2 separate regions of the Anas platyrhynchos genome follow, and region 2 is linked to region 1. A link is a contact called in public Hi-C data. All regions are on one chromosome and are shown on one strand. The core of a region is the stretch at or near the end of the contact, and the rest is flanking DNA. Distances in the headings are between cores, read along the strand shown.

What was found. Hi-C and Micro-C count contacts between places; a contact is called where the count stands out from the background.
Region 2: a Hi-C map of skeletal muscle shows a contact between it and region 1, with 4 times the contacts expected there. The contact joins the enhancer-like site here to the promoter of CLCN6 in region 1. A contact is called at or near these places in 3 of 8 Hi-C or Micro-C datasets (liver, skeletal muscle and subcutaneous adipose tissue).

What each region holds. Positions count from the first base shown.
Region 1 is chr22:5,303,559-5,306,258 of IASCAAS_PekinDuck_T2T, forward strand. It overlaps CLCN6 (chloride voltage-gated channel 6), which reads left to right and starts at 1,388. Exons shown (of 22, transcript XM_038166547.2): 1 at 1,388-1,532; 2 at 2,106-2,165. The coding sequence starts at 1,449. MTHFR (methylenetetrahydrofolate reductase) reads right to left here and starts at 1,336. Exons shown (of 12, transcript XM_027443023.3): 1 at 1,212-1,336.
Region 2 is chr22:5,347,941-5,350,640 of IASCAAS_PekinDuck_T2T, forward strand. All of the region lies in intron 2 of LOC113839717 (a long non-coding RNA gene), which reads left to right. Among named protein-coding and RNA genes, the nearest start is that of KIAA2013, 34 kb to the right of the region's middle. Within about 2 kb of position 1,356, at least 1 of the 8 cell types and tissues checked has an H3K27ac peak or open chromatin away from gene starts, as enhancers often do.

The DNA.
Region 1 (2,700 bases), core at 138-2,637:
AGTTTGGATCCGCATTGTTTGCTTATCCAAGTCAAAGCTTAGATTTGTTATGTAATGACAGCCTGCTGTTTCCCAGTGACATCGGAGGCTATTTTGGAGGAAATTGTTGCACAATCTAATGCACATTTTGTCCTTACAGGAACTCTGAGGGTCTGGGTCATCCAAGCAGACTTTGAACTTTTTTTCTACTGTTTACACTAAGCTGGCAACCAAGCAAAAACCCTTTGGGAGAAAGTCTACTTTTACCACCTGGGGACCTCTCCAGCTGGCAGGAGATCAGAGAAAGGAGTGCAGGGTTCCTGGGGCCAAGAGAAACCTGGAGTCTCAAATCTCTTGTGTACCAACACAGCAGGTCACAATAAAACCAGCAGCTACCGACAGCTCCAAAAGCAACCTCTGGCACACTGTTAACAACCTGCCCACAAGCTCTTTCAAAATAAACACGCCTGGCACCCACGTGGCACTAATCTGGGGAATTATCTCAAAGCACACGGTGGCGATCAAGCTAGCGGGTCAGAACTGAGAGGAACAAGCTACAACCCCTCAGGTAAATCAAAGACCTTGGTTCTGCTACTTGCAATGCAGCACGCAGGAAGGTTTGCTCAGTAAGGTTTGCTCAGTAAGGTTTGCTCAGTAACGCCTCTACGCAGCAAGGCTTTCTCTGGAGGAAATCTCCTTATCTCGACAGCAATCTAGAACCACAAAGACAATAGAAACGCTTAAAGCGTTATCTACAAGCAGCCTTGGGAACAGCGCATCAGGGACCTGCTCGGAGAAACTCACAGCTGTCGTAAAGAGAAAAAAAACCCTCAGTAAGCAGCAAAGGCAGTCGTAGCACACACAAGACGGGGGGAAACGCCAGCAGCTGGGGGGCAGCGCTCCCCAGTGACCCCTCTGCCACGGGCTGGGCTCGGGGCAGGGATCTGCGGCGCAGCACGGCTCCACCAGCCGCGTTTACCCCATCCCCGTGGCACCCCTTTACCTCCCCTCAGGACATTTCCCACCCTACAGCCCGGAGCTGACCCCCCCCAGAGCTCCGCAGCGCCTGCGGGGGCCCCACGCGCGCAAACCCGCAGGGCTCCGAGGCACCGAGCCGTGCGTGGGGGCAGCCCTAAAGCTGCTGAGCCCGGCGGGACGCCCCCTAAAAGGGCAGCACGGCCCCTATAGGGGCGGAACGAGCTGGCCCCCCCCGTCCCCAGGGCCCCGCTCACCTGGCGGCGGGGCCGGGCGCTGCGGCCCCATCCCGCGGCGCTTTAAGCGGGGCCGGCGGTCACGTGCTGCCCGGCGCTTTCCCTTACCCAACATGGCGCCGCGGCTTCACTTCGCTCCCCTCCCTTTCTCTCCCTATTCCCCCACCCAACCAGCCGCCGCCGCGGGGGTCACGTGGTGGAGAGGGAGGGAGGGCGTTGGCGCGGGGGGTGCCGGGAGAGGGGCGGCGGCGGGCCAAGATGGCGGGGTGCGGTGGGGGGCTGTGCTGCTGCTGCTGCCCGCGCTGCTGTGGGGAGAGGGAGAGCCGCACCCCTGAGGAGCTGGTACGGTCGCTGCCCCTTACCCGGAGTCTGTGGGGATCCCCGCTTCGGCCGCTGGTGCCGCAGCCATCGCTGTCCCGGTCCCCCAAAGCACCGTTGTTGTCGGTTGGCCCCCGCTCATGTCAGGCCTGGTGCCTGAGGCGGTGCCGCGCCTCCTGCCCGTCTCAGGGCTCGTCCTGCCCGGCCCGGCACTGCTCCTGCTGGGAGACAGGGTGCCGGGGCAGTGCCCAGCTGCTCAGGGCGGGGTGATGCTGTCCATGCAAGTATCTTGTCCTGTACTCCCTTGTTGGTGTGAAGGAAGGGGGGGACGGGTTTGGCACGCTGCTTTACCTCCCCACGGCAGTCCTTCACAGCGTAGTAACGTAATATATTTGCGCTGAAGGGCAAGCTTTAAGGTAAGGCCCAACATACAGTCACCCCCATGTAAGTGGTGGTCTGGTAACTCATGCTCCAACTTTATAAGTATCAGTGGGGTAAGCCTTCCCTGATTTTGGCTTTGCTACCAGTTTTTGTGAGCACCAGCATATGCATTCGTTCCCCTGATGTTTTCTCATTCCCATGTTCTTTGTTTCGTAGACGATCCTAGGAGAAACTCATGAAGAGGAAGATGAGATCCTTCCACGCAAAGACTATGAGGTGGGAAGTTAACTGATACCAGCTTGTGGAACTAAGGGGGAGAGAGCTACAGACAGGTTTATATCTGCGTTAATTTAAAGGGGGTAGGCACTCAACTTGCATCACTGTAGCTAGGTTGTATTGACACCAACAGAAATATCAGGAGCTGCTGTGCCTGCAAAGACATGTTGCTCATAGTTTGATGCAGCATTTGTAGATTAATGCCCAGTGCTCTGAGTAGAGCTTAAATGTTTGCTGCCCAAGTCAGACTCCTATTGAGAAAATGCATTTTCTGAATCTGTTACGTTGCTCCCCTGTTTTAACGTGACTTTACTGGCTCTTGTGGTCTTATGTCATCATGACCGTAAAAAAGCATCTGTAACTAGTTGGTCACTGTTGTTTTACTGCTGTCTGTGGTGTCATGCTGGCTCAAAGCAGATCTTATCTATCACATACTGATTCTTACAGAAGACTTAATTTTTATGTGTCTGTGTTGTGGCCCTGAGCTTTTCAGAGCAGTTGCTTTCAGCATGGGTGTCACCAAGCTGTTGCTGTT
Region 2 (2,700 bases), core at 106-2,605, 44 kb after region 1:
CAGAATTTGGTCCATTATCTGAAGGATGGCTAGGACTGTGTAGTGGAAGGAGCTCTGATCTCCCAATATCTTTGATAGCCTGTCTGTGGGGAATAACCCAAACGTGAACTTCCCTGGTGGGCAGGTCATCCTACAGTGGCCTACTGCATGCATTTCCTCTCTCTGCTAACGGCCTGGTAGGGCACCTTGGCAGAGTTAAAGCCTGGACTAGTTGGACTCTGGCTTCAATCCATCCTTCTACCTCAGTTTGCCCTGTTCCTTCACTGATCCAGCCAATGTTGCTGTCGCAGCCTTGAGGGCTCTCCTCAGGAGCCCTCATGTGAGGGATGTCAGCACAGGGGCATGAGGCAGACAGAACTCCTCAGCCTGCTCTGCAAGGTGTTGCAGGTCCTGAGCTCACGAATCCTGCAGCAAGGGTGTTACGTTAGCAAATTGGCAGAGCAGACTCATGTGTGACCAGGCTGGAAAATAGAGAGGGGATTTTTTGTCTCTACATCTATCCGAGAGGACACCTGGACAGAAAGCTGGTGGTATTGCCTCCAGTTTCACTCAGGTAGGGCAACTTCTCTCAAAAATGACTACCCAATGTTTCACCATAGAGTAAGAAGGGGGAGAATATTAATTCATCATAGGGAATAAAAATGACAGTATTCACATATTGATGTTGAAGAACATCTCTGCATTAATATACTACCTTTCTGCCCAACAACACTTCCTGAGGGACTGAAAAAGCCAGTAGGAGGGATTCTGTGCTGTCACTGCTCTTCTCTGGGGTCCCAGGAATGCATTTTGCCATTGCCTGATCTGACCTGCTCTCATTAATGCTCACTGATCTCTTTGATGAGGTGAGGCAGGGATATTTTCCTCTGTAACCCTCTGGGACGAGAAGGGGCCTGGGCCACTTGAGGATAAGGAGGGCAGCAGTCTGGCATTTCACAGCAGGTCATAGGTGGTTCTGCAGCATTGGGTTTTGATGGCAAAATTTTAATATTAGGTTTGTCAGGCACATTTATCACATTCAGCTGATGCTAATGAAGCCTAGCAGGGAAAGAACAGTGAGGGAGGGGATGATATAGCTGCAGACTGTACTCAGTGTTAGTCAAATGGCTGAGTGCTCTGCTCACTGCTGCTTGCTGGGAGAGAAGGTGGGCCCAATTCTGATCTCTGTGACAGCAGGAGTGGAAACAGAGCAGCCACATGAGACTTCTGTATCTGGCCTGTCGCTGCCAAGATTCAATTCTGATTCCTCTCATTATCTGCCAGTGTTGGTGCTTGGATGACATTAGAGAGAGAAGTGCAACATCCAGTGATTCATTGCTGGGTGTTCCTGGCCCCCTTTCAGTGATTCATCTCTCGAAGGAGCCTTTTCTTTGTGCATAAGGGCATTCTTAGGTTCAATGGTCATGCTGTGTGGCTTGGTTCTAAAGATCCCTGATTCTGCTCAGTGCTAGTGTTGCTGATGGTTATATCAATTTCTCTGTAAACTCTTTTGACATCTAGAAGCCAGCTGCTTTTTCCAATGTACTTTAAACACAGAGTCCCGTCCCGTCCCCCCCCCCCACTGGTGCAGCAGATGAAATCCTTAGTTCTCAAAGGAAAAAGTGGAGAAGGAATGGATTCAGCTGTAGATGTAAATAACAGTAGTAGAGCAGTGTAAAGTGGGTGAAGCATGAAAATGGCTGGAGACCAAGTATGAAAAACCCAGAAGTCTGTTAAAGGCTGTAATACTGGAGAAGTTTCTCAGATTAATCATGTCAGGATGACAGCAAGAAGGGAGGGGTTTTGTATTAGATAAATGTGAGAAGTTAGAAGGGGGGGTGAAGGTTAAGCAAACATTGTAGGAACAGCTGAAACAAACCTTCCAGGTTTTGGAGACACTGGTAAAATCAAAAACAATTCGGAAATGAGCTGAGGTTTTTGGAGCAATGGCACAAGGTTGGTGTGTGGTGAGCGGCAGATGCATAGAGAAGTATTCATGTTCCATAAGTCCTCATCCCAAACTGTTATTTTAGGCTTAGCTTCATCTCCAGGGAGATGAACAGAATCTTACTGGATAGTTGTTTTGGAAAGGTGGGGATGTCTACACAGGCAGGTTGTAAGTATTCACACTGCTTTCCTCCTCTTTGTTAGATACCTCTGATATTTAAACTGAGATCTAATTGGTATATATATTATTCCTTACTGTGGGGAGATGGCACGTTGAGTGGGAGCTACGTGAGATCTCTGTTGGTAAAATTCTTTGTGTGGCAAAGCATGCAGCTAAACCACAGCTGGAAGAAGAAAGGCTACTAAGGCATTAATCCCCAGTTCATGAGCTCTGACAGGAGGAAGAGAGGGAACCATTCCTGGACAGCATGGGCATTATATATCCCCAGTTATTTTGAGCACAGAGGGAGATTTCCCCAGCAAAACTGGACGACCAGTCTGGTGAGATCCCACCTAACCTCCTTACTTTGGGTTGTCTGTCTCCGTCATTACTGAGGTGTGTGGTGACCTCTTCTGGTGAATGCCTCAAAGTTCGATTAGAACAAGTTCAGGTTTAAAAAACTCAAACGAAACACACACAAACCAACCAAGCAAACAAATCCACCCCAGCAGATTAGAAACTTGAGAATTTTGGATAAAATGACCACTTCAGTCTGACTCATGAACAAACTACAGACAGTACCAGAAGAGGATGAGTGGCTCTATCACAAGCTT